Linked DNA regions of Mus musculus: regions 1, 2, 3, 4 and 5 are each linked to region 6. A link is a contact called in public Hi-C and Micro-C data. All regions are on one chromosome and are shown on one strand. The core of a region is the stretch at or near the end of the contact, and the rest is flanking DNA. Distances in the headings are between cores, read along the strand shown. Region 1 overlaps Slc4a4 (solute carrier family 4 (anion exchanger), member 4). Region 2 holds the start of Mob1b (MOB kinase activator 1B). Region 3 holds the start of Grsf1 (G-rich RNA sequence binding factor 1). Region 4 overlaps Slc4a4 (solute carrier family 4 (anion exchanger), member 4). Region 5 overlaps Slc4a4 (solute carrier family 4 (anion exchanger), member 4). Region 6 holds the start of Slc4a4 (solute carrier family 4 (anion exchanger), member 4).

Region 1 (4,418 bases), core at 1,468-3,967, 250 kb before region 6:
CAGTTTCAGTGGGTAAGAAATACCCCCCCCCCCGGCCTCTGCAGACACTGGGCACACGTAGGATCACACACACACACACACACACACACACACACACACACATTAAAAATAAAGAAAAAAAATTTAAGGAAAGAAAGAATGCAAGTATTGAGGTCAAATTCAGGTCACATGAGAATTATTTGAGAAAGTTCATATGTGTTGATTTGTTTGTTATATACTCATCCTTCATATTCACACAGAGCAGTTAAGTAGGTATCTCTGCAAAACGACAGGAGATGAAGCCTAGAGAATGAATTTTCAGAGCTCCCAGGTGATTCTCCTGAGGTCCAAGTTTGAGGTACACCCATTGGACATCTCCCTTCCTCCTTCACAAGAGAGTAAGAGCTGGTTACTCGCACCACACATCCACAATGGGGGAAGGGTGGCTGCAGAGCCTTTGTTTTTAATCCCACAATGAGGCACTTCACCCTCTGTCCTGGACAAAGGAAGCACCCAAGATCAGCATGGTCATGCCCCCTGCTGTTATGCTTGTCATAAACAAGATTTCAGGTCACACTGGCAGCAGGAACTAAATAATCAGGGAAGTCAAACTATATCTCTGAGAAAAAAACCGTGAGCCCAGGACATCAGCAAGAGAGTTTGAACTCTCGGGGAATAGAATGAGGGGCAAGATAGAGACGCCTTCTGTTCTTTGAAGAGCTGTGAACATGTATGTGAAACACCCAATTCTAGTCTAACACTACACAAAAAAATCAATTCCAGATGTACAAAACAATTAAACGAGAACATAAAAGAGCTGAAGTATGTGGGGAAATATTTTTCTAATCTTTGGGAGGGGAAGCCTCTTTAAATATAGCGTGCAAACAAGAAACAAGGGCAGGGGAAGGCTTGAGTGCTAAAGTTAAAATCTGTACAGCCAGAGACGCCACACATACAGTTAAAAGACATAGTGGCATTAGAAAAACACTTAGTAAATCTTTGCCAAATAAGTAAAGGAAAACACCATTATTATACAGGGAGTTAAGAAGAGAAATTAAATGTCTCCAAAGGAGAATATAGCAAGAATACAAGCACAGGGAAGGATGGACGGTCGGTGTCAATGTGGACGAATACCCAGGCTCATTAAAACAACAGGAGTGAGAGCAAATCAAAGCAAGCCATTCTTTTTCAATACACAGCATAACGAAAGTGAGAATCTAGGGTGAAAAGGTGGGCAAGTGGGAACTCCTGCCCACTACTGGTAGAAATATGAATTAGGATAATCTTTGTGAGTATGATTTGAAATAAATAACAACTATAATCAATATATTGCACAATAATTTTGCTAGGGACTTACCTTAGGGAGAAAATTATAAACAATAAATATATAGTTGATGATCACAGTATTCTTTATAAAAGAGAAAAGTGGGACAAACTGAGAATATAAGTTTATTAAATAAATTATAGTGCATATATCATGTGATAGCCACTAGAATTATGTTAAAGAACCTATTAAAGTAGGAAATGCCCACAAAATATGAATATATAACCTCATTTACATAATATCCTACATGTTTATCTACCTGTGAATGTATATTTTGCAATATGTATGAAAAGATATAATGAAAATGTCATATTGGAGAAGCTATTTTCAAAATAGCCATAAGCTAAAAATGATACATTTTTACTTTAGCATCATTTGTGATGCCCTATCTTATCCAAATGGCTTTAATTTTCTGATCATCAAACAAACAAAGCTGACAAAATCTTTCTAATAAAAAAGTACCAATGACTTGACTTCTGTCAATTAAACTTAACTCAGAACTGATAAAGCAAGATTTGCATGTGGAGCCGTGTGTGTTCACTCATGCTATGTGCAGGTAAGTGGAGTGTGCGTGTGTTTATGTATATACACATGTGGGGGGGGCAAGGTTGTCATCAGGAGTCTTCATTGATTATCCACTACCTTATATATTGAGGAAACAACTCTCAACTGTGCCCAGACCTCACAAGTATAGTTACTCTAGCTAGCAAGCTTGCTCGAGGGATATCCTGTCTCTGCCCCCCAGATTGCCATCATTACAGGGGATCTGCCATGCCCTCCAGCATCTATGTGTGGGGATCAGCAGCTCTTGAGATCTCAACTGCAGCTCTCAACACTCTCAAGACACACACTTTAGCCACCGAGACATCTTCTTAGCCTGTGAAACATGTTTTGAAAGCTAACAGTTCCTTTCTAGACCCTTGTAAGCAAGATGGATTTCTTCCTCTGTCACTAAACAGGCTTGCTTTCTTGGGCTGACCAAAATATCTGCTTCGCATGTGGAAGCTACAATATGCTGCTATATGGGTTAATAAGTTTTTGTGTTTCCTACTTCTAAAGGAAAAGCATTTCAGTGCCAAAGAGCAACAGTCAGACAGCCCAATATTATTGTCTATTTCTCAGTAAATTATCAGTTCATGCCAATCCCACTGCTGCAAGCTATACATGACAGGCAGTGCAAAGAAGCACCTTTCTCACCGACACAGAAAGGACACTTTTCCAACTTGAGCAGATTGGTGAAAATCTCTCAGCACAGCAGAATGTTAAAATAAAGCCTCAAATTTGGAGATGCCAGCTAAAAATGTTCCTTATTATGAGACAAGTTCTCTTAAAATGTGCTCTGTTAGGCTCCATAAATATCACGAATTTCACAGAATGCTAAAAATCTTACTGCACTCTTTTGCTGAAAGGTTTGTGAAAATAGGATTATATTTACTCCTGAAAAAAAACTTAAGATGGCTTTCTTCACTCTAGACTATGCTTAGTCATTCACAATCAAAAGTACACTTCCATTAAAATATGTTCTCTGTATGCTAGAGAAGAACAATTCTTAAATAACACAGGGCCTGCCACCAAGCCTCCTCGAAGATTCCTTACTCTAACACCCTCCTCAAAATTTAAGTTATTACTCATTGTGTTAGCAAAGAAGTATTTTCTTTATAGGACTACCAACTGAGCCTAGGGCTTTCTCCAATGTTAATCAAGTGCTCTACCACTGAACTATTCCTTCAACTCTTCGTTTACTTTTATATTAAGGTAGAGTCTTATTAAGTTGCTCAGGCTGTCCTTGAACTTGAAATCCTCCTGCCTCAGCCTCCTGAGTAGCTAGAATCACATCCCTGTGCCATCAGGCCCAACTCCATATAATAGCTCTGAAAATGAAAAATGCTTAACTGTAATAAATAGTGGACTGTATATATATATTAAAGATAAATTTTAAGTATCTAAATAAGCAGAAAAATATACTTGTTTGGTAACCAAGAATGTAAATATGATATCAGCATGAATGGTGTCATGGTTTAATTATGGAGGGGATAAGATTTCAGAACAGTGAGGCCGAAAACCATTTCCTTACTATATGGCAAGGAAAGTCGAGAATCAACTGGATGGGATTTACCCAGAGGGATAAGTGATGCACCATTCTCAAACGTGAGGAACTGATGGTCCTCTATACTCTAATAAAGAGAAATGGGCACAAGTTGAGGTTGGGTGCTACAGGAATGTAAGGTTGATGCTTGGCAACATAGTTCAGTTGCTCCAAGAAACCCAAGCTAAATTATAATGCCTACACTTATCTATATACAAAATTTGTACATGTCCTCTTGGTAAGCCCCAGCATCTTCTAAGAGTTTCCTGGTTGACAAAATATATCTGCTAACATTGGGGAAGACACAGAGTTATTTGTGCTGGCATTACAATTTTATCAAACTGTCAGCAACTATAGCCTCGGCTGCTTTATTCTGAACACAGTTCTATGAGAAATGGTCTTTGCCACTTCAAGATGACTTGTTTCCACAAATGCATGCACACAGAAAAGCACAATCATACATACAAGCTTATAAATAGATAAGATACATTTATATTTCATAAAAGATGTTATAGAGATGATATATGATGGTAGCTAGATGATAGATAGATAGATAGATAGATAGATAGATGATAGATAGATAGATAGATAGATGATAGATAGATAGATAGATAGATAGATGATAGATAGATAGATAGATAGATAGATAGATAGATAGATAGATAGATAGATGATGGATGGATAGATGATAGATAGATAGATAGATAGATAGATAGATAGATAGATAGATAGATAGATAGATAGATAGATAGATAGATACCATGCCCTAAAATTAATGCTTGAAAGCAAATTCTTGTCTTCAAGCAGGCCAGTCCTCTTGAACAGAAGCTGGCAGGAGCATACGCTTAGACAACAGTCACACAGTGAGTCATCTGTGTTTGCACAACATGCTTCTCCCCAGCACCCATGTCTATTTGTAGCCTGACAATAAAGGCCCTAGCCAAACCATCTCTGAGCAGTCAGCCTTTAGAAGCAAGGATGTTATTCTCAGTTGACTCATTGAGCTGCTTGTGTTATGGCGACTAACCT
Region 2 (4,493 bases), core at 970-3,469, 170 kb after region 6:
TACCAATGTAGTGACTGAAACTATGGGGGTGGGGAAAGAGAATCTGAACAGAAAAAAATGGCTAAATTCTGTTTGCTCCACAACAATAAAAGAGCATTTATGAGGTAGATTACAACGCTGAAGGGTTTGTTTTTATTTTGGTTTTAAATTAGAATTCTGAGCACCTGGGTGACTCTGAGAAAGCTTTCAAAAGAGTTCCTCTTCAGTGTAACCTCAAGGACCTGAAGCTCCAAGCCCTTTCTGTCTTACTTTTGTGCTCTGATCCCCACCCTCACCTCAAACTGGTCTGAAATACACGGGGAGTAAAATAACACCCAGCACTAAATGTAACACTGAAGTTGGTCTTAGCAGACGACTGGAGAACTACAGCCCAGTGGACCTAAATCAACCCTGAGAACAATACCCACATCCTATCTGGAAGGTGAATGAAAAAATACAACCTCTACAAATCAAGAAAGCACTGCAAGAAGCAGGGTGCTAGAGTCCCCAGACCCTCAAGCAACCCTGTTTTGAAATCCCCTCTATGGAACTTGGCTCTCTCCCTTTCTCAACCCTAAGACCTAACAAAGATGTAAAAGGGGTCTGAGTAGTCAGATAAGAACAATCCATCTTCCAGGCTTGGGACTCAGAAAACAGCAACGGGCAGCTGGCACTGAGCCGGGAGACCTGGCAAGTGTTGGATGACAGTCAGGAGAGTGGGGTGGGAGGTAAGCATGGAAGTACACACATGCACACACGAGTGGGAGGTGAGCTTGCAAACACACATATCTCTATCAAGAGAAAGAGACAAAAGGACAAGAGACAGAGGTGGAGACAAGCAGGCAGGCAAGCGAAGATGGAGCCAGGTAGAGAAATGCAGAAATAGACACTGGGGTCCATGACCCAGGTAGCACACTGGGACCTGAGAAGCAGCCAGCACCCCCAACCCCACCCCGACAGCACCAAGTGGACAGGGAGGCAGGGCACCCCAACAGAACATGAGGGTAGGGAGCAGTGTTCCCCCCACCCCCGCCCTCTGACAGCACCAGGAGGATGGAAAGGCAGGGTCCGACAGCACCAGGAGGACAAGGAGGCACGGCCCTGAGAGCAAGCACCAGGAGGAAGGGGAGACGGGGAAGGGCAGCTCCAAGACAGGGAAGCAGAGCCGGGCAGCACCGAGGACTAGAAGGCAGGGACGGGCAACACAAGGAGGACAGGGAGGCAGGGCTCCCAGACAGCACCCGGAGGACGGGGAGGAAGGACCGGGCAGCACCAGGAGGACCGGGAGGCAGAGCCGGGCAGCACACGGAGGACGGGGAAACAGGGCCGGGCAGCACCCGGAGGACGCAGAAGCAGGGCCCGGCAATAGCAGGAGGACGGGGAGGAAGGGCTGGGCAGCACCAAGAGGACCGGGAGGCAGGGCCGGGCAGCACACGGAGGACAGGGAAGCAGGGCCGGGCAGCACTCGGAGGACGGAGAGGCGGGGCTCGGCAATAGCAGGAGGACGGGGAAGCAGGGCCGGGCAGCACCAGGAGGACGGAGAGGCAGAGCCGGGCAGCACCAGGAGGACGGGGAGGCAGAGCCGGGCAGCACCAGGAGGACGGGGAGGCTGGGTCGGGCAGCACCAGGAGGACGGGGAGGCAGAGCCGGGCAGCACTAGGAGGACGGGGAGGCAGAGCCGGGCAGCACCAGGAGGACGGGGAGGCAGAGCCGGGCAGCACCAGGAGGACGGGGAGGCAGAGCCAGGCAGTACGGAAGACTAGAAGGCAGGGACCGGCAACACCAGGAGGATGGAGAGGCAAGGCTCCCCGACAGCACCAGGAAGATGGGGAGGCAAGGGCCGGGCAGCACCAGGAGGACGAGGAGGCAGGGCCCCGAGAGCACCCGGAGGACGAGGAGGCAGGGCCGGCCAGCACCCCGAGGTCGGGGCCTCTGGAGCCCGGGGCCCAGGGGGCGGCGGAACAAAGCCGGCGCTACTGGACTACTTACAACAAGAAGCTCATGTCGGCCGCGGCGTGGGCTGCGGGCTCGGCTGAGCGAAGCCTGGGGCGGCGGGCTTGAATCAGAGAAAAGGTGGCGGAGGGGGAAGGACGCGCGCCGGCGGCGGAGCGGCCGCGACTTCTCCGGCTTCGCTACTTGCCGCGGCCGGCTGAGGGGCGGAAGTGGAAGGCCAGGACTCGGCAGGCTCACCGGACTGGAAGCAGAGCGGCCGAGGAAGCACCGCCCGCCGCGTCCTCCTCGCAGCCCCGCGCTCCCGCGCCGAAGTCTCGCGAGAGCGAGCTCTGGCGCCCCGCCCACATTAGGATTACCTTCGGGTCACCTCTGCCTCCCGCACAGTCCAGCTGAGAGCTTGCCCGAGCACGTGACCTGGGGGGTTCGGAGCCCAGCGGGGAAGTGGACCTCCGTTCCAGGACGCCTGGGTCTCATGGATAGGGAGGGAGTCGCCATCAGAGAGGACAGCGGAAGGCCTTGGACTCGCTTTCTGTGCTCTGATTTAGGCAAGCACCCCACGAACTGAGAGCCACATCCCCAGTCCCTCTACGCCGCCCGCACTTAAAAAAAAAAAAAAAAAGTTTTTCTGCTTGTAACGACTTGGGGGGAGATGGAATTTTGGGAAAGGGAAATAAATGTTTTAGGAGGTAAGATCTTTATTTGAACAAGCTAGCTGTCTAGGGAAACGGAGGGAGCCCAGGAGAGCTGAGGACCAGATTCCCTGAGGCAGGGACGCTGGTTATCCATGGCCATACGGATTAACTAGTTGTGGAGTCCCTTCGAAGAACTGATGCCCAAAACGCTGGGAATTATTCAGCCAGGCGCTCGAAGGAACTTTAGTTCTCACCTGCTTAAGAGGCTGAGGGCAAAGCTTTATGTTTAAAGACTGTTTGATGGCTCCTGAGATGATTCAGCCAGTAAAGGAACTTGCCACCAAGCCTGATCGCCTGGAACCCACGCGGTAAAGAGAACCAGTTCCCACAAGTTGTCCTCTCATTTCCACACAAATTAAATAAATAGATAGTGCGTGGTGGTGCTTGCCTGAATCGCTATACCTCAGAGATGGAGGCAAAAGGATCACAAGTTTGGAGTAAGCCAAGACAGCACAGGAAGTTGTTTGTTTGTGTGTTTGTTTGTTTGTTTGTTTGTTTTTACCATAGGAGACAGTGGTATTCTTTACTCGCACCTGATGCTGAATCGAGGAATTTAAGTGGAACAGTGTGCAGATAGTAGCCCAACTTGAGCTTAGCGTTCCAAAAGACAGAGGATTCCTGAAAGTGATGCAAATATTCAATTTATCCGATTTCATTTCTACACCAGTAGTCAGCCGCGTTGGCTAAATGGTTTTAAAAACCTAAATGCAAGAAACCCGAACCTTCTATTATCTCAGGAACAGCAAATAATAACGTGAAAAGACAGCTTCAAAAGCCTTTAAGCCCAGAACTGGGAAGGCAGAGGTAGGCAGATCTGTGTGAGTCTAAGGCCAGCCTGATTTACATATGGAATTCCAAGCCAACCAGAAATAACATAGTGAGCTGCTGTCTAAAAAAATCAAAAATAAAAAAAATAAAACAGACAGCAAAAGGATTTACTATGATAAAAAAACAGTAAGTTGGTGATGTAAAAGCCTTATATTCAAATCTTGATATAATACTACTTACTATACCATATATAATTCCATAAAGGTCTTCCAAAGGCGAGATTTACCTCACCAGGTTAGAAACTATTTGAGGAAGAGTAGTTGAAGGAGCAAGTCAGAGCCCCAGTCTCACCCACTCTTAACTGTAGTTCTGGCAGCCAGACATGGCTGTGTGCTTAGAAAAGAAGGCTACCGAGACAGGAGAATTAGTTTAAGACCGGCCTGAGACTGTATTTCCAGACACTGGCTCAGAGAAACAGTATAGTAAAGCTTTTGATATTTTAAAATCTTTTGATTGGTTTGTGGTTTGTTTGGTTTTTTGGGGTTTTTGTTTGGTTGGGTTTTTTGTTTTGTTTTGTTTTGTTTTGTTTTTGTTTTTTGAGACAAGGTTTCTCTATTTAGCCTTGGCTGTCCTAGACCTTGTTCTATAGACCAGGCCAGGCTTGTACTCAGAGATCTGCCTGCCTCTGCCTCTGCCCCACTGTCCCTCTGCCCCTCTGCCTCTGCATGCTGGGATTGAAGGCATGTACCACCGCCACCTGACTATTACATAATCTTTAAGAAACTTGTTGGTTCTAAAGTTCTGTCCTGACAGAGTCTTCCTTCTAAAGCCCGGCACACGTTTTTACCTGCTTCCTGATTTGCTTAGGCGGCCCTGCCTTTGGTTTGATATAAAGTCTAAGCTTCTTATACTGAATCAGAAAAAAAGACTGGCAGGGGAAGGACGCCTCTGCAAGTCTTACTGCTGAGTACTGATCTATCTATCACATTGCTGGAAATGCCTCTTTGACTTGGCATCCTAAAACTGAGAGAAATGTCATGTTAATAATACAGAATATAATTCTGCAAGGTTAGACTTTAAATCAACCAATGACTGTCTTCA
Region 3 (4,661 bases), core at 1,840-4,339, 210 kb after region 6:
TTGATGAGTGGCTTATAGATAAGATGGGTGCACTCTCTGTTTAACGATTATTTCTGTGCCTGAGCCTGCTTGGCTGTTCGGGATAACTCAGACCTCCTCAACCAAGCCCCTCCCAGTGACACTCATAACTGCATCGCATATAATGCAATCACAACTCCACGTTGTGGCCTGTACTTCCTGGATTGCCTCACCTTTTCTGGGCTTTCATTTTTATTTCTTCATCTCAGCTTTGTTCTGATCTCTGACAGCATACCATGAACAATTATGAAAGAGATTTCCATAGACTGGAGATGAGCCAGGGGTAAAAAGTGTTTGCAGTGAGTGCGCGCCCAGGGCCGGTTACAGTGGAGTTTTAAAACGTATGCATTTTTGTTTGTTTTTTGAGACAGTATTTGCTCAGACTCTGTTGGTCTCCAACTGGTACGTAGTCCAGGCTGGCCTTCAACTCCTGCTTCTGCCTGAGTGCTGGGATTAAAAGCATGTGCTACAATCAATTTTTAAAGTCTGGTGTTCCGAAACTCTATTAGTTTCAATTTACAGAACTTGTTATTTTCTCTGAAATCTAGTGCTAAGCCCATGTCTCTGTAGTTCACCCGGGGAAAGCTCTGAACATATGAGGCACACATGGCACTGCACCTGGCTGGCTGTCGGACAAAGAAATAAATCTCCAGCTTCTTTCCTTTATAATCCTCCCAACTTCCTCTAAGCGAAAAGGCTTTCTATTTGGATCCTTGGTTTTATTACTGATTAAATGCTAAAAGGTAGGCTGGGTGTGGTGGCCCATGCCTTCAATTAGGATGCAGAGGCAGGGGATTTCTTGTGAGTTGGATACTAGTCTGGTCTACACAATGAGTTCCAAAACACCCAGGGGTACAAAACAAAACAAAACCCTTACAAGCAGTATACAAACCTGTCTATGTATTTTAGTAATTTAGGGTTTTAGTATTTTGATTTATACATTTTGAATGGTTGCTGCAACTATTTTTTTTTTTTAAAGCCTGGTGCATCAGTCTGTATCTCTAAACTCAGTGCTGAGGAGGTAGAGGGACTCTGGGGAGTGTCTCTGGACAGGCGGGTCCGTGGAAAGAGTGAGCTCCGGGTTCAGTGATGACTGTCCAAAAACAAGGTAGAGAGTGACGGAGGAAGACATCTGATGTGGACCTCTGGCCTCCACAGCACACACACAAGCAGCAAGGGAATGTAATAGGAGCAGAATCTGCAATAATTCTACAAGTTTGTGTTCTGGGATAATCAGCAACGAAGGGATAGCCCATTTTCTCTCCTGAAAGCAAAGCGTAGGGTCTGTTGAGATGACTGAGTGGGTAAAGCACTTACTGCCAAGCCTGAGATCCACATGGAAGGAGGGACAGAGCACTTGCCACAGCACTGTGGGCCTGGGGACCCACGATAAACACACAGATGCAATACAAAAGAGAAACGTTTAATAGAACCAGGCTGGGAATGTATAGCTCAGTGGAAAACGTCTTACGGAGGGTTCGGGAGGCATCTCTGGTCCCCAGCCTGACAGGAAAAGAAAAACCTCTAGGGCAGAGGTTCTCAACCTGTGGGTTGAGATCTGCTCCTCAGGTGCCAACTAAGACCATGGAAAAAAGACAGATATTTACAATTCACAACAGCAGCAAAATTGCAATTATGAAGTAGCAATGAAAATACTTTTATGGTTGGGGGGGGGGCGCACCACAAGATGAGCTGTTGTAAAGATGTAGCATTCGGAAGGTTGCCAGCCACTGCTTTAGGGTTTGTGTCTCACCGAAGAAAAGAGGAAGAACCTCTTCTACACATCTCGGGTATAAAAGGAACAAGCCGGTCAGGTTTTCTATTCTTTCCTTCTTGGACAGAAATATGTTTTCATTTGTGAAATACCTGGTTTTCTTAAATCTAAAAGGAGTCCAGAGTAAACAAGCCAAAGTTTAAGCCCAACCATCTTAAATGTCTCAAAGGTAACTTATCAGAACGTAACCTTTCAAAAGTCTGTACTGGGGCTGGAGAGATGGCTTATGGGTCTAGAGTGCTGGCTGCTCTTTCAGAGGACCCAGGTTCAACTCCCACCACCTGCATGATGGCTCACTGCTGTCTCTAACTCCAGGGCCAGGGGATCCGATGCCCTTGTCTGGTCTCCGTGGCCACACCCATATATTAATACATTAAACTAATAATAAAAAAGTCCGTATTGTTTTAAGATGAATACCATAGGATGACTGCCATTACATAGTTAACTTAAAAAAAAAAGTTTTAGAGCTGGCACTGGGATAAAGGTGAAACAGTGGAAAATGTAGGCGGTTTCTTTACTTCTGGAAGTTGAACAAGAATTGAATTTCAAAAACTTTGAAATATGTTAAGATTTTCCACGATAGAGAGCCCTATATTGGTCTCCTCACCCCCACGAGGAGGTTGGGGTGATCTAAGCGATTACCCTGCCACGGAACTACACTACCCAGTCACAGAGATGCCTCCTAACCCCACCCCCGCCACAACCAATCAGCCTCTCCTTCATATTTTTACTCTAAGAACTCCCATTTGTCTTTAGTTTTTTATTTTTATTTTTTTACCTTTGACAGGTCCTTGCCACATAGGAGAAAACTGCACAACCACTCATGTATTTATTTGCAAATCTCTACACCTTCACTTGTGACTATATTGTCTAAGGAAGGCTTTATTTTATATAATATATGATAAATATTATATACATATCTCACATATACTATAAAATCAGTGCTTCCGTTCAAAACAAAGTTGGCCTTCTGCACGAATTTTGAGGTTGGGGTATCAACGCCCCCTCAGCGTCGTCCCAAAACGTTTTAGAGCTAGGTAACCCATTCCTTCCGGAAACTTCGCCGGGCCTCGGTGACCCGCAGACCTCAGCTCTAACCTGAGCAGGAGAGCCTGGGACAACTTCCACTCTGGAGGCGCTCAGGTCACCCCACCCACACCCTTACCGGCGGGAAAGCCCCGCCCCGAGGGCGGAGCCTGGGCGGGGCCGCTCGCTCACCTCCGCCTCCGAGCCTCGTCTCAGCCCCGGGTGCGCGCGGCGCATGTGCCCGGTGCCCCCTCCCCCGCCCTGGATTCCACTTCCCCTCCGCTCGCGCCACAGCGGCCACCTCCAGGCCCCGCGCCGCCTCCGGAGCCGATGGCCGGGACGCGCTGGGTGCTAGGCGCGTTGCTCCGGGGCTGCGGCTGCAACTGCAGCAGCTGCCGGCGGACCGGCGCCGCCTGCCTGCCTTTCTACTCCGCCGCCGGCACCTTCCCGTCGGGCGTCTCTGGCCGCCGCCGCCTGCTGCTACTCCTCGGGGCCGCCGCGGCCGCCGCTTCGCAGACGCGGGGCCTGCAGCTCGGGCCTGCGGCCGCCGGGAGGCTGGCGGGTCCCATCCCTGCCCGTCCCTCCGCCGCCGCGGCCGCCGCCGCGTCCTACTCGGCCCTGCGCGCCCCGCTGTTTCCGCGATCGCTGGCAGCCGCCGCGGGCCCGGCGCGGGGTTACAGTCAGGTACGTGGCGCCGCGCGCGGGACCCTCGGCGGCCGCGCGCCCGCGTCGGTCTGTCCGCGAGCGCCCCGCGTGCGCGCCCGGGGATCCGCGGCACGCACCGCACCCCCGCCTCCCTCCCGCTCCGTCCTCCTATTGGGCACGGGAACAAGGGACGCTCTCACGGCCCCGGCTCTTCTTGTTTTGTTCCCTCCGAGTCTGGGCGGTTGGGCAGTGTAAGTGTGGCTGGGGTGAATGTAGAGGCCTTGTTTCCCGCCGGGCCCATGGTAGGTTTTGGGGGCGCCGCCGACGCCCCCCACCCCGACTCCCCCCTAGCCTTATGCCCGCTGGAGGTGAAGCTGAGCGGCCAGAGCCCGCGGAGGGTCGGGGCCGGCCGTGCGTGCGGTGGGAGCGGTAGGCCGGGCGGCTCGGGCCTCCTCGGCCGGCCACCGACGCGCAGCCCCGCGCGCACGGGAGCGTGGGCTAGCCTGGGACAGCCCCCGCGCGTCCCTCTCCCTTGTCCGCGGGGAGAGGCGGGCGGTCCACCTGACTGAAGGTCACCTCTGCAAGTCCACTCGCCTTGACAGAAGGACCTTTGGTGCAGCGGGGCTCTGCGGACGCGGAGAGCTGTGGGGAGACCGTGGGAAACTGGGAGAGAACGTGTGTGTGTGGGGCGGGGGCGTCCGTGGGTGAGGACTTGGGGGCTTCGGTTGTCACTCCACGATCTTTTCCCTTGTTTCCCGTCTTTTCAGAAAGACATTGTAAGAATTCATATTGCAAATATTTGGTCCTCTGTATATGTGGGACATTTCTCTTTTGCGGTTTATGTGGCATCTGGGAAGTGTCTACCTAACCTGGTAACGCCACTGGCCATGTTTATCTTAATTTAGTTTTGCGTCTGCTTGAATTAGTGATATCTGGGTGGTTCATCTGCATGGCTGATGTCTGCCAGTAGCTGAGCTAATTGATTTGAATCCCGGCCCAATACTTTCTGCTGCACTATTTATTTATTTATTTACTTATTTATTTTGTAAAGATGTTTATGGAATTCTGGGGAAACAGAAAGTAGCAGTTTGAGCCCCCTGCCGCGCCTGTCTCTGCTGTTGCCTTTTCTGTTTTTTTCCCTTATCCACTTTCTCTTACATTAGTCTTTTCAAGGCGTTTACCCATGTCCCAATGCCTT
Region 4 (4,485 bases), core at 448-2,947, 240 kb before region 6:
AAGCTCACTGCCTAGCCTTTTACCTTAGATCAAGATCCAAAGGAGACAAACTGGTTTACACTTGTTATTGCTTCTTACCGTCGTCCAAAGTGTCTTCTCTTAACCCATTCTAGATACCTCTCTAAGTTGTCCCTGAATTTTGGTTATAGAGTCAGAAATGTGAAGTTCTACTACTAGCTAATAGCAAATCTTCCCATTGCCTCCATTCCAAGGCTGCTAATAGGTTATAAAATGCATCATATATATAATATATGATTATGTGTGTGTGTGTGTGTGTGTGTGTGTGTGTGCGCGCGCGTGCGTGTGTCACTGGGAGTTTATGTCTGTGACTGGATATATTATATATTATATAATCTATACATATATTTATATACATATATCTGTGACTGGGGATATATATATATGTGTGTGTGACTGGATATAATATATATAATATATATATATCATATATATGTGACTGGATATAATATATTATATATACACTATATAATATGTGTGTGTGTGTGTGTGTGTGTGTGTGTGTGTGTGTGTGTGTAAGAGACTGAGTATAAAGTCAAAGCAAGAAAATTGCCTGCAAAATATTAAAAATACATCCCATCAAGTCACCAGACATCAAAAACTAGTGTGTTTGCTTTGACATGAAAAGCCAGACCCACTCCTACACAGACACCTACCTACCTACTCAGCCATTGACAGCCACAGTGCTATAAGTAGAGGCTGCAATGGACAAATAAGGAAGCCTGTGAGCTGAGCTAGGAAAGAGACCCGAGGGCCAGAATTCTGAGAAGGCCCCCGATAGGAAAGATAGTAAAACTGTTTCCCAGGAAGAGTGATAACAGCACTCATAGCATAAGTCTCCTCTCCATCTAAGGGGAAATCATGGCCATGGAAAGACTTTTTAAGTATGCCCGCAGAGCAACAGAGCAGTGTACAAGTTAAAGCCCATCATGGGGTACAGACTGGGTTGTTCACAGTGACTACACATTCCTCATGCAATTTCTATTATTGGACTTCATAGGATGTCATCACTGTAAATATCCTCATATTTACACGCACATAGACACACACAGACACACACACACAGACACACACACACACACAGAGAGCTAAGGAGCCTCTCTACTGGTGATTACAGTTTACCCTGTCCAGAAGACAGCAAACAGATAAAGTATCTCCTGGAACAATATTAATATCGGAGGGTATATTGTTGAGATTATAGCTCTGAAATCGTTTTATGATATTGAATTACACCTCTTCCCTGCTCTAAAATAAATGGCTTCACTCCTCTCGCTCATCAGATGATACCATATTTCAACTCTAAATTAATACTTTCCTCGGGTGCAGAAGAAAATGAAGAAAAAAATGGGGCAGACAGGAGGGGATGGTAAGAAAGACACACGAATGGTCATTGTTTCCTGCTTCCTGTATGTGTATCACTGCTTAAGCAAAGGGCCTTTAAAATGTTTTTTTATTTGTAGCTTCTACAGAAAAAAAAAAAAAAAAAAAAAAAAGGTAATAAAAATGAAAGCGCAAAAACAGTCTTCTTTAACACTTCTCGGCATGTTTTCTCTTTCAAGCCCTGGTAAAGTTAGTGCAAAGACATAAATAAAGGCACCGGGGCACCGAGCTGGACTCCAGCCATCCTGAGTCAGCGGCTTGCTAGGTGACTGCTCGGACAGAACTGCAAGCCTCTGCCAGAACGGTATAGAAAACACCAATCACAATCAGCCCATTAATTGCACAGTTGTGACTACCTCCTCTCCAATGCTGCATACCCAGGGTCTGTCCCAGGTATTTAAAAAACGATGGGTGGGAGGAAGACTTCCTGATCAGGAAGACTGGCTGAGCTGAAAAGGGCTTTGGGACATTTGCTTCTCATTTTCTTCCTAACCCAGCTGAGAACAAACCTTGAGACTCTTGTCATGGTTGGTTAACCATGCTCAGATCATCTGAGTCTACTCAGAGGGATCTACAGCCCTTCCTGTTCACGTGTAAAAACTTAAAAAGAAAGAAAAAAGAAGTCACCTAACTCTACCCTGGGTCTCTACAGCTAACACATTCCTCCCCCAAATCAGATGGTAATTTCCTGGTGGCAACCTGAAGGTCCAATCCTCTGTAGCCTCGTTCTCAGCACAAGTCTAAGGGGGGGATTAGCATCTCTTCTGCTAATCTTGTGCCTAAGTTGAGCACCCAAGCCACTAAGTACAACTTCAGAGACAGCTGGCAGGATAGCTTCTAGGATGACTTCTAGGGCAAGAACAGTAGAGTGTCACATGATCGTAACATAAGCAACGCTTCCTTTGAAGGCAAACTGGCATGCTTAGTATAAAGGGTATGGTTTTCAGTGCTTAGAGTCATGACCAAGTTTTTACAAAGATGCTCACTTACGTATGTGCATGCATCTCTGTGTTAGTACTTCTACATGTGTGAGCCCAGTCACACTTTCCTGATAAGACGGAGGACATAAAAACATCTACGACCTCTGAACAACTTACTAATTGTTCCATTTTGGACAAGGAATTTAAACTCAGTGTCTGCACACAGCTACTAGAGTTTGCTTACTAAAAGATTTATCATATGATTATAAAGAATAACCCACAAGAAGAAGCCAGCACACATGGGCCAGTCAATCACTATAAAGGCCATTACTATTACTATTCAAGTAACATGTGATTTAAGAGCACACCTGTCGGCCAGCCTCTGTTTCAAATGAAAGCTCTCTGATGCAGAGTGAACCCTCGCTCCACTGATTCTTGGACCTAAGTGGGATGGCATTGTCCTATAAGCACCCTGTGAATTCTAGTGGGAGGGAAAGCAGCTTACCTTGTGGGCACAGGGACCTCAGTCAGGGCACCCAGCATGACAGCCTGCTGTAGGCGAACAAAGGCAATGAAGGGAGTGTCCAAGAAGTCAACCTCCCCAACAAGCACATTGGAAGCTTCCGCATCTCGGGGCAGTTTTTTCATGAATTTATTCTTCAGCTGCATGGGAAGGGCCAAGAAAATATAATTTATTTCAAGAGAAAAATAATAAAATATACCATATACATAACTCCTAGGAAACCTCTGTAAATGAGTCTTTACACAACAGCACTTGGCCAGGCACTTTTGTATTATGACTAGCCATTACAATTATAGTAAACATTTATCTGTCCCTTCAAAAAAAACATACTAAGGGTACAATAGCATATGATACAATATTATTAGTATGCAACCGATCTCCATTAATTGATTTATTTACTCACTCAGTACACTACTGAGAATTTGCTAACAGCAAGAAAATGACCTAAATCACAGGGCTAGCAGAAAGAAAGACTCGTTTCATATCCTGATTAGGGGGATTATTACCTAGGGGGAAATAAAATAAGATTTAAAGTAATGATCAAAACTAAGAAGGAAAATAAGACAGATAAGAAAGTACTATTTTTCAAAGTTGTCAAGGAAGGCGTCTGAGAAACACATTCAACAGTGGAGAAAGGGCACAAGCCATGTGCAAACACCTAGACTGAAACACTGTGCAAGCAAGGGAAAGCCTTTGAACAGCAAGGAGGTTGATGGCTAAAGGAACAGTGAGAAGCCAAGTGTGGGAAGCTAAGACGCAAAGGCAAGACGAAGAGCTGAAGCTTCACGAATGATGGGGACCATGTCATGAGTCCCCAAAGGCCATGGGAAAGAGTTTAAGAAGGTAGGAAGATGTCTGCTACATGATGTGATTGTGACATTGGGGGCTACGAGTATAGAATGCCACAAAACAGAAAATCACAACCCTGAATGTAAACATAGGCTAAGAAAGGCATTAAGACCCATACCCTGGGCCCCTCTGTCCTTCTTAGAAATAGAAGGCATTGTGGGGACAGTGGCAAAGACATGTAAGAAGAGGAAAACCAGGACTTTAGCAAGAGCTAGAGAGGGAAGGCTGAAATGATGACCAGGTATCTGCAGCTGCATCCTAGGCTAGTGGAGGTTGTAAAAAGATAAAACTTAAGAATGGACCATAGAGCCTGGTAGAATAGCCATGCTGGAAAGTCTTGATGAGAATAGGTCCAGTGGACATCAGGGAACAGTGAAGCAACAAGCGGAGACTGGCCACAGAGACTGTAACACTGAGAAATATTGCTAAAAAGAAATGAGAAGTGGAGAGGCAGTAGGAGGGAGTGCAAAACAGGACAGAGTTGAAGAGTGTGTCTATTGCAGCCTCTCAGAAAGTGAGCAGAGAGAGCTAATGGAGGCAGATTGCTGCTACAGGAACTGTAGAGAATAGCTACAAAAATAACTGTGAAGCCAAGCATCCTGCAACTACCAAGCAGGGGTGGCACCCACATCACAGACAGAGGAGTCAACTGGATCCAGGAACACAGCTTAGGGTTTTACCAGGAAAGCAGACTGGATGGGTTTGAATGTGGGTGACTTGAGAGACGAGCTAGGTGGTGGGGAGGGCTTCTAAGGACTCATGGTTTTTGCAGTGAAGCCACAGTGAGCAGGCAGT
Region 5 (4,335 bases), core at 16-2,515, 150 kb before region 6:
CCTATTCCTAGCTCATGCCTAACTTTAACATCCATTGCACTTCAACTTCCATTAATATTGAATGCTCTGATGAAGGTATAACATAGCTAACAGCACATGGGGACTCGGATATAATGCCTATCAAATGAGTCTACCACTCTACTTGTTCCAAGGATGGTTATACCAATATGCCCGTTTAAATTTCCTGTAGATAGTTTTCATCCCAGAGTCAGTACATGCTCTGTCTGCATGCCTCACACGTCAAGGACAAACTTGAAAAACAAAGCACCAACACTCCTCAATTCAAATCAACATCCATTAAAAAGAAGGCTAAGGCAGAAAGAACAAAGTTCAGACTATCCAAGCGCCAGACATTCTACAAAGGTGCTTTCGACCCATGTAATTATGTTTTTTTTTTTAAAAAACAGACACTTTCACTGTGGCATGAACTGAAAGCCAGCACCGACCCTTCACAATAACTATGAATAGCTCCACGGTTGCAATGGATTTCTGGCATTTTTTTTTCCTCTTGTTTCAGTACGTGACATGCTACAAGAAAATTAATCTTAAAAAGCTGACTTTTTAAAGGCTTGTGATTACAAAATAGTTGTACCCTTGGAGGGGCGGTTTATTGGGTGAATTTTATTTATTCCAAGGTCTTAGAAGAATAATGATAAAGTACTCTGCAGTTTAATACACTTTGAGTGGCTGCCAACCAAAGAGCACTTCGCTCACTTGTTGAAGAAACAGAAGGCCCACTGGGAATCACTGAATTTTGCAACTTTCCAATCATATGATTAAATATAATTAAGTAAAGGCAAGACCTCTAACTTTAAAACCTGCCAGCTCCATAGCGGAAAATCCTCATGACCTTTGTACTAGAATACAATCCAACTGTGTAAAACTACTGATGTAATAATAATTAATTTCTTGCTAATTAAAAAAATAGTTCATGATACATAAAAGAAGTCAATGCTAGTATGTACCTATATAGATAAATGCTATTTTAAGGAGAATTCATAAATTTCTAGATGAACTGCGATAAGTGTTGCATATAATTACCTAGATATAATGATGTCTAATTACAAGGGTGATCAGATTCCCTAAATAATCTACTTATAGGGAAAAAAGATAAATTTGGTCCAACAGGGAATTTTTCAGAGTAATCCACTAGAGAAAGCCAAAGATCTGTAGACTACAGAGACGGCAAACTCAGAGTGTAAAGGGCAAGCCGTTGTTCTGTGGCCCTGACCTGAAAACTGGTTTCCCAGAGGTGATCTGGGTCAGCATGCCCAACAGAAATACAAATAAACATTAGTTTGCGTCGTGTTCCTGGACATGACACACCGATGCCCTTTTCCTTTGTTGGCTAATGTTTCTGAGAACTTGTGACGGCTTGGTTTTCAGCAGGTTTGGCAGCACAGGTTGGATTACATAGTGTTGATGATCTTTTACATATATCCAGGCAATAGTGATGATGTTCAGCTCCGGACACTAAAAACCCACGAAGGGGAAACTGAGAGTAAGGAGATCATTTTGAAAGAGCTAATATCCTAACTCACCTGAAGAAGTAGAAGAAAGAAAACTCCATCCCTTCCTTATGATTTTGGGCCATCATCAAAGCAAGACTAAGGGCGACTCCTTAATCTCTGTGTGTTGGACACCTGAGAATTGATTCTAATAGGTTCCTGTTTTGCTTTGGTTTCAGTTTGATTTTGTGTTATTTCATTTTGGGACACAATCTCATATTCCAGCCTGGCATCAAACTCACTATGTAGCCATGAACTTCTGATACTCCTGACTCTATCTCTCAAGTACTGGGATTATAGTCACTCACGGGCCACCCAGCTCAGTTTACTTTAATGGATATTTAATGAAGAATATAGGCGTCTTCACCCATTGTAACTGATTCCATTTCATGACTGCAGTCTTCCTCAATGTTGTTTTTTGCTAACAATGACAGATTCTGAAAGTACCCTTTAAAAAGACTAGCACTGTCTCTCCATCAGTCAGACACCCTCATCCAACATGAAAAGTCTACCCTGCACAGTCGTCAGCTCGTGCACTATTTTGGAAAAACAAAAAACAAACACAGAAAAATTCAAAGTTCTACCTTACCTTATAGGAACAAAAAAACAGAAAAAAAATATGCAGAAGAAGCGAACAAAGTTGACCACCACTTTAAATCCCACTTAAGTAAGGCTTCTCTTGCTGATAATATGTTATTCCTGCTATCTGAGAACCAAAGGGACCATCTCCTCTATTACTGAAAGCATTTTCATTGTTTGAGTAGAAACAAACAAAAATTCTCAAAGTGGGACTCAAACCACAGTAATGCCAAAGCTGGTTGTAGAATATTCTTAGTTAAATAAAAGCATCAGTCAACTGAAAAGTACAAGACCTTAAAGGGGAAAAAAGAATGGCATTGGGTCTAGGCCCACACTAGAAACCACATCTAATTTGACAAGTCTAGAGTGTTTGTTCTCTTTAGAATAAAACTGTCTACCAGCACCAGTGCTTCAGGGAATGCATGTCCCTCAGTGGTAAGGCTTTTGTTTAGCATGTGTGAGACCCGGGTTCCCAGCACCCTGTTACACACAGCCCAAACATGTCTATCCACTGGGATTTTCAGAGGAGAGAAAATAAATTCAAATATGTTTGCTAGGTGGAGAAAAAGGGAAATTCATGCCATACCACCACATATGAGATAAATCTCTGTCATGAACTTCATTTTATTCATCTGGGAGGTTTGAGACCTTTTAATAGGGGGTTGGTAATTTCATCATGACTGGAAAAATCCACATCACAGATAGAAGTCAAATGTCACTACACAGAAGATTCAGTGTATGTCACAAGTACAGATCACTGGAGATCTAAATATCCCCAGAAGCATAGACACTGTCAAACCTTTCCACAGAAATAAGGGACAGCACACTGAGAAACAAGGTTTCGTTTCTCTGCGCATTCACTGTCTCACCCCTGTTCCTTGAGTATGGCTGTGCAGCACATAGTTCTAAGCATAAGAAATGGGCTGCTGAACAAGGTAAGTGTAAACCCTGCCCACACAGAGATTTAGTTCTATTAGGAAGCAGGATAGCAAGGTAGATAATATGCTAGATAGTGAGAAGTGCAAAGGTCAAAATAGAATAGAGGATCTGGGATAAGAGGTAAAGGCGGATGTTTCAACTCAAAAGTCTGGTGATAGACGAGCAAGTCATGTAGGTAAGTTGGGGGGTGTCTGTGGCACAAGGGAGTGGCAAGTACAGAGTCCCTTAAAGACTAGAACAGCTATACACTGGAGCTCTAGCAGGATGGACTAGAGAAAGAGACAGAAGGCTATTCCAGTAACTCAGGGTGAAGGGTCTATAACAAAATAAATGCACATATAAGGAGCAATTCATTGGAGGTTTTTCTAGTCATCTAGGTAAGAGATGGTGAGATCCTCAACCAGACCTGAGGCAGTATTGGACAAGAAATGTGGTGAGATGCTGGAATCCCAAAAGTATTGCAGAGAGATTTCAGACAAGAGGTGTAAGTAAAGTAGAAAGCAAGGAAGACTCGGGTGTTCTGGCTGGAGGATCCAAGAGAATGAAATTACATAAGAGATGGAGAAATCCGTAGGAAGAGCAGGTCTGGATATATTAATTATACGACTGCTAATAGCCCTCCAATTATTCCATGCCAATTAAATAAGGAAGGAAGTGCAGAGATAGGAGTTCAGATGCCATCTGCAGAGTCATGAAAACGTTTGAAATCTGAAGTGTGGTCCTCCTCTGAGCTTTAGCATTGATGAGCTAGGTTACTTCCAGTCTGCCCCACCCAGCAGAAAGAGATTGTAGCTATTATGTTCAAAGCACTTATTTTGTATCAAAATTTATTCATATATAAGGTTGAAAATGTCATAATAAAAACTATTAATTTGTATGTTAACTAAAATCTCAAAAGATAGTTATTCTCAAAGCAAGTGTCTCTCCACAAGTAACATTCAATACACATTTATGAGAATCTTTTATGGCCCTGGCACTTCAAGCATGGTGCCCTGCCTCTGACTTTGAATGAACTCATATAAGGAAAACAATAATATCAGAAATGTAGTTAATAATTGTAATAATCCCTAAACAGATATTATTTCAAGGTTTTTTCCCTGTAAAGCTTCCCAACGCCCTTCCTCTATAGAACAGTCCCTCTGGGATTGCATCGCCAAAATGGTACATAACTTTCTTAAAACATACTTTAAAGATAGTAAAGAACATAAGGTTATCTTTGTCTTTATAATCCCATATGACCAAGTACTGCAACTCAGTCCTGTGATAGCAGTACTGAAAAGCCTGAGGCAGGAGAATCACCATGAGTTCA
Region 6 (4,403 bases), core at 1,680-4,179:
AGCGCTGTGTGAAAAAGTATCCACATCTATGGCTGGAAAAATAGCTAAACTCGTGCAGTGGTGGGTACATGAAATGACTTCAAGTTAGGACCCAAACATCTATGACCAAAATGTACTAAGTGTCTGAACGTGAGGAGTTAAGCAAAAAATATTTGTATCCAACGTACCCCTGACCTTATATCAAAGAAACAGAATTTATCCCCTAAAATACCTATATGCAAGAGTCATAGTATCTAGTTTGGTAAAGTCCTATTTGGTTCCTGGGTCTTCTCTAACTGTTCATTTTTGCTAAAGGGTTCCATTAAAAACAAATTTCATGGGTCTTCAAGTTGTCCTAAAAAAAGCAACATCAAATAAGATAAGTGGTCTGTTTACAGCTTCCTCGGACCAATCAGTCATGTACCCTGATCTCTTCCATTTTGGAATGGAAAAAAACAACAAACAAACAAACTTGGAAACCTTAATCATCTTCCACTTGTTCATTCCAACCGAGACCTGACTATGCATCAAATCCAGACTTAAGCCTTTATTCCTAGCGTTTAAAAGGAACATCAGGGAACAAGCTGACAGAGTATCCTGGCCACACTTCTGCAGCAGTGCATTCTCCCAGGACTGGCTCCCCTAACAATAGCAGTCCTCATGGACTGCAGCGCCCTCAAAGGCAGGCAGGGAAACCTGATTACCTACAGTGATTCACCAGTGTGTTTCCTTCCTTAAGTGCTGTTTTCCTTTAAGTTGTGAGCTAGAGACTATCGTGCATGTTATCAGAACAAGAGATCAGAATCTTCAAATTGCACTTGCCAGAGCTCAGTGAAAAATGAGATTACCACCAGGGTGTGCTGGGAGATGTCCCAAAGGTTGCCTGGCTTCCAACACATTTTTTATTTTTTTTTCCTTCCACTACAGTTGCCTGTCTTCCTTTTATACAGTATCTCTATAAATCCAAATGTCTTCGTTTAAAATGATGGCACTTGTTGTCATACACTGCGAGTTCTCTTATGTTGACAAAGTGAACCAAACGGAACACATCAGCAAATTGAGCATACTTCTGGCCACCTGAAAAGTGCACCTGCCTTGCATGTCTTCAAAAATAGTCCTCAACCAGATAATGATACTGACATTTTCATGCTGTAAGACAGAAAGGGATGAGGCTTTCTGCTTTCTCAAATATACCTGGCACTACCAAAATATCCCATTTTCTGTCTCTCACCCCATCCATATATGTGCCCTATACCTCAAGAATTCATAGCAGAAGTTTCCTATCCTACCTAGGTATGGGAGTTTTGTACCATCTCACCTATACCTGGAGATATGGTAAAAACTATTAAATTTCACCATTTAATGTGAGAGATCAGAATCCTGTTTAGATTTAACTTTAAAATGAAAGTAAAAGTTTTTCTCTGCTATGAAAGCTTTACAAAGCAGGCACGCTTCCTTTGAATGAAGTACAAATAGCCCCAGTCTAAGGTACAATAATGACTGGAAAGTATTTCGCTAATGTGACAAACACAAGGACCAGGGTTCTTAGAAACATTTATTTTTAAGTCTTTGAGCCGCTGAGCACAGGACTGGCTGCCAGAGAGAATCTCTTCAAATCACAGTGAGTATAGGCACTAGTGAGCAATACACACTTCCATTCAGATAATATCGCAACCCTAAGTCCCTGATTAAGAAAGGGAAGTTCGATGCAGCGCCTTAAGAAAGAGCCTTTCCAGGATTCGAGACTGTGTTATTGCAGCCCAGCGTCGGGGAGTTCTCACCCAGAGCAAGTCTGTCTAGCACTGAAGTGAAAAGGGAGAGAGAAGTTAAGTGGCAAGGGGAAGAGAAAGGTGCTTTGAGCACTTGAACTTCAGACTGGAAGAACTTGCTGCAGGCAATCTTGCTGAGAAGGTGGGGCCTCTAGGAGTGGAGAAAGGCAAAGCTACACCTTTACAGGGAACCGAGAAGGGCTCTACTTGCTAGAGCCAAGGCAGACATGCTTTCTTGGCGTTTCCCAAGTTGAGGGGTTTTCTTTTCCCCTTTTGTTCTCGGAGAACTTTCCTCTTTGTGGAGCCCGCTGCAGTTAGTTGCTGTCGCTCGGTGGCTGTTCTTAACAGACTGGCAAAGGCTGAGGGCAATGCACTTAAGAAAGGAATCACCTGTCCTTGCCAAGATGCACATGCTGCCCAGTACCTGAGAGAGAGCTCCACGGTCGCCAGCCCACAGAAATCCCAGTTTAACCTCTGACTCCCCCCACCCCCTTGCAAATAAATGTGTGCCGCTTGCAGAGAATCTGCCTGACTCACCCCCGCCTCCGGCGTGCCAGGGAGAGATGCAAGTGCCCGGTCCTGGAGCGGACAGTGAAGTAGGGACCACGGCCTCGATGGCACTATTGCCCCAACCTCCAGAGCTTAAGGATCTGGAGGTGTGTCCCCCCTCAAGCAGGTTCCCAGCCACACCGCGACCACCCGGGCTCAAGGAAACACAGTGTCACTGCTCTTGAGCCCAGCCCGGGCGTCTACTGGCCCCACAGTCGTGGCAACAACGCCCGGTTACGTGCAGGCGGCTATGCAGTAGGGGGAAAACAGAACCACCCAAAGTCGTCATCTGAACGCTTAGACAGAATAAAAAGTACTTTTTCCGCAGCAACAGCAGCGGTGTCCACACTTCTCCGGCGCCCAGCCCAGGGGATGCCTGGCCCGCCACTGACCTCTCTCTCTCTCTCTCTCTCTCTCTCTCTCTCTCTCTCTCTCTCTCTCTCTGCGTCCCTCCCTGGACGCACCGAGGCCGCCCGCGCGCCCTGCGGGACTGCCACCCAGTGCCCACCCCGCGGGCGAGGCATGGGGACGTGGCCGACCCTCCCTGCCACCGCTTGGGCCACTCACCTCCTGGGGTCGGGCTTCCGTCGCTCCTCCAGCTTGGCGACCGAGTGTGAGGCTGCAGCGGCCGCCGCCGCCGCTGCCGCCGCCGCCGCTTTCGCCGCCACCTCGGCCGCCGCCGCCACCTAAGCTCTGCCCCGCGCGCCGCCGGGGCTGGGAGGCGGGGGAGCGCGGGGACCCGGGCGGCGTGGGCTGGGAAGTTGGCGCGGCCGGTCGCAGAGCGCGCGGGGCAGCGGTCGCAACTTTGGCGCCGGGTGGGTGGCTGCGCACTGTGCGTCGGGGAGGCGGCCGAGGGGCGAGGGTGGCCGCGGGAGGGTCGGCCCCGCGGGGAGGGATCGGCGACGCGGAGCAGAGGTGCTGGCCTCGGGGAGGGGACGGCGGCGGCGGGGCGGCTCCGCTCTACTCTGCCTCCCGCAGTTCCCGCGTGTGCGCCCGGCTCTCTGTGTGGCTGCCGGGAACCGACGCTGCAGCCGAGGCCGGGCTCGGGGATGGGCTAGGCGGCCGAAGCTGTGCGGCGAGCGCGAGCCCGCGATCCATATTTAAAGCGGCGAGTGGCCACGGCCGGCCCCCTGCCCTGCCCTCGCTCGCGCCCGCCCGGCCCCCTCGGCTCCCGGCCGCCGCTCCGCGTCAGCCGCCCGAGCTTCGGAGGAGGGGAGGGGCCTCTGGCTGCGCCGCCCTCGCCGGGGGCTCAGCACGCTGCGCCCTCCCGGGGCTGGAGGGGGCATCTGGCCCCCGACCCCGCAGTCTCGCCTTGCCAGGCTTCTCGCAACCAGAGATAGGTTCAACTTTTCACCCAGATGGCCTCAGTCCCCCCACATGGGAAGAACCTGAAGTTGCCTGCCCAGATCATTCCGGATGCTACTCTACAAAACTTGGCGTGTGTTGGTAAAGAAAGTGTTGTCAGCGCCCATATCAAGTCACCAGTCATCTTTTTTGACAAAGAATGTCTGGGGGACACAGGAGTGTCATTGGTGGCTTATGTCTGAATTAAGGAAACACCCTCAGCCATCTAAGCCAGGTTCTTACATTTGCAAAATGATCTTTCATATTTACTATGCTGATGAAACTAATTAAATACCCCCTTGCCAAGCAAATCACAATTATGTCAATAGCCCAGTACGACTGCCGTCAGTCCTTTAAGGTGTGAGCAGTTGCCAGCACAGACACTATCTAATGTTCTGAAAACTCCTGTAGAGTGGCCATTTAATGGGCTTATGCCGCATATCATATGGTGCAAGCATGTCTGTGTTTCCTGTTCATGCATTTTGTATGTGAAAGTCACCGTTGAGCCACCCAAATACATAAGCACGGGAGAAGTCACTTCACATACTAACTCTTGCTTCCAACACTTCTAACATAGGTAATAAGATGCTTGAGAAGGGGGACTTTGGGTGTAGAGGTAAAATAGGTTAATAGTAGAATCACTATTTTTCTTCCTTTCCTTTCCTTTCCTTTCCTTTCCTTTCCTTTCCTTTTCTTCAGTATCTAGAACTAAAGAAGATACATGGTGTCTCCCCTGGGGTTGGAGAAGCAGATACAGAGGTT

What was found. A called contact is a pair of places that touch in the nucleus more often than the background predicts.
Region 1: a Hi-C map of cortical neurons shows a contact between it and region 6, with 2.7 times the contacts expected there. The contact joins the enhancer-like site here to the promoter of Slc4a4 in region 6. A contact is called at or near these places in 2 of 39 promoter capture datasets (hippocampal neurons and liver), 7 of 484 Hi-C or Micro-C datasets (Th1 cells, cortical neurons, nephron progenitors and 2 more) and 4 of 115 datasets of contacts at active chromatin or transcription factors (embryonic limb bud, embryonic stem cells, fibro-adipogenic progenitors and 1 more).
Region 2: a Micro-C map of embryonic stem cells shows a contact between it and region 6, with 2.4 times the contacts expected there. The contact joins the promoter of Mob1b here to the promoter of Slc4a4 in region 6. A contact is called at or near these places in 3 of 39 promoter capture datasets (embryonic stem cells, pre-B cells and stem cell-derived epiblast-like cells), 5 of 484 Hi-C or Micro-C datasets (embryonic fibroblasts, embryonic stem cells, nephron progenitors and 1 more) and 1 of 9 other capture datasets (adipose tissue).
Region 3: a contact with region 6 is called in a Micro-C map of embryonic stem cells, with 4 times the contacts expected there. The contact joins the promoter of Grsf1 here to the promoter of Slc4a4 in region 6. A contact is called at or near these places in 2 of 39 promoter capture datasets (hippocampal neurons and liver), 15 of 484 Hi-C or Micro-C datasets (cerebellar granule neurons, cerebellum, cerebral cortex and 9 more), 2 of 115 datasets of contacts at active chromatin or transcription factors (embryonic stem cells and pancreatic cancer cells) and 1 of 9 other capture datasets (adipose tissue).
Region 4: a Hi-C map of uterus shows a contact between it and region 6, with 2.0 times the contacts expected there. The contact joins the enhancer-like site here to the promoter of Slc4a4 in region 6. A contact is called at or near these places in 2 of 39 promoter capture datasets (hippocampal neurons and liver), 2 of 484 Hi-C or Micro-C datasets (both in uterus) and 2 of 115 datasets of contacts at active chromatin or transcription factors (fibro-adipogenic progenitors and forebrain).
Region 5: a contact with region 6 is called in a Hi-C map of liver, with 2.4 times the contacts expected there. The contact joins the enhancer-like site here to the promoter of Slc4a4 in region 6. A contact is called at or near these places in 3 of 39 promoter capture datasets (liver and neural stem cells), 7 of 484 Hi-C or Micro-C datasets (the HL-1 cell line, brown adipocytes and liver), 2 of 115 datasets of contacts at active chromatin or transcription factors (forebrain and hepatocytes) and 2 of 9 other capture datasets (adipose tissue and pancreatic islet).

The regions. Positions count from the first base shown.
Region 1 is chr5:89,140,135-89,144,552 of GRCm38.p6, reverse strand. The region is part of intron 13 of Slc4a4 (solute carrier family 4 (anion exchanger), member 4); the gene reads right to left. Among named protein-coding and RNA genes, the nearest start is that of Gm35855, 83 kb to the left of the region's middle. Within about 2 kb of position 2,717, at least 20 of the 459 cell types and tissues checked have an H3K27ac peak or open chromatin away from gene starts, as enhancers often do. A contact at or near this core is called in cortical neurons, where this site is marked.
Region 2 is chr5:88,718,597-88,723,089 of GRCm38.p6, reverse strand. It overlaps Mob1b (MOB kinase activator 1B), which reads right to left and starts at 2,219. Exons shown (of 6, transcript NM_026735.2): 1 at 1,969-2,219. The coding sequence starts at 1,982.
Region 3 is chr5:88,674,599-88,679,259 of GRCm38.p6, reverse strand. Grsf1 (G-rich RNA sequence binding factor 1) reads left to right here and starts at 3,089. Exons shown (of 10, transcript NM_178700.5): 1 at 3,089-3,502. The coding sequence starts at 3,149.
Region 4 is chr5:89,120,898-89,125,382 of GRCm38.p6, reverse strand. Slc4a4 (solute carrier family 4 (anion exchanger), member 4) reads right to left here. Exons shown (of 27, transcript NM_001359211.1): 9 at 2,824-2,981. Among named protein-coding and RNA genes, the nearest start is that of Gm35855, 100 kb to the left of the region's middle. Within about 2 kb of position 1,697, at least 11 of the 459 cell types and tissues checked have an H3K27ac peak or open chromatin away from gene starts, as enhancers often do. A contact at or near this core is called in uterus, where this site is marked.
Region 5 is chr5:89,029,836-89,034,170 of GRCm38.p6, reverse strand. All of the region lies in intron 4 of Slc4a4 (solute carrier family 4 (anion exchanger), member 4), which reads right to left. Among named protein-coding and RNA genes, the nearest start is that of Slc4a4, 140 kb to the right of the region's middle. Within about 2 kb of position 1,265, at least 11 of the 459 cell types and tissues checked have an H3K27ac peak or open chromatin away from gene starts, as enhancers often do. A contact at or near this core is called in brown adipocytes, hepatocytes and liver, where this site is marked.
Region 6 is chr5:88,885,786-88,890,188 of GRCm38.p6, reverse strand. Slc4a4 (solute carrier family 4 (anion exchanger), member 4) reads right to left here and starts at 2,929. Exons shown (of 27, transcript NM_001359211.1): 1 at 2,865-2,929.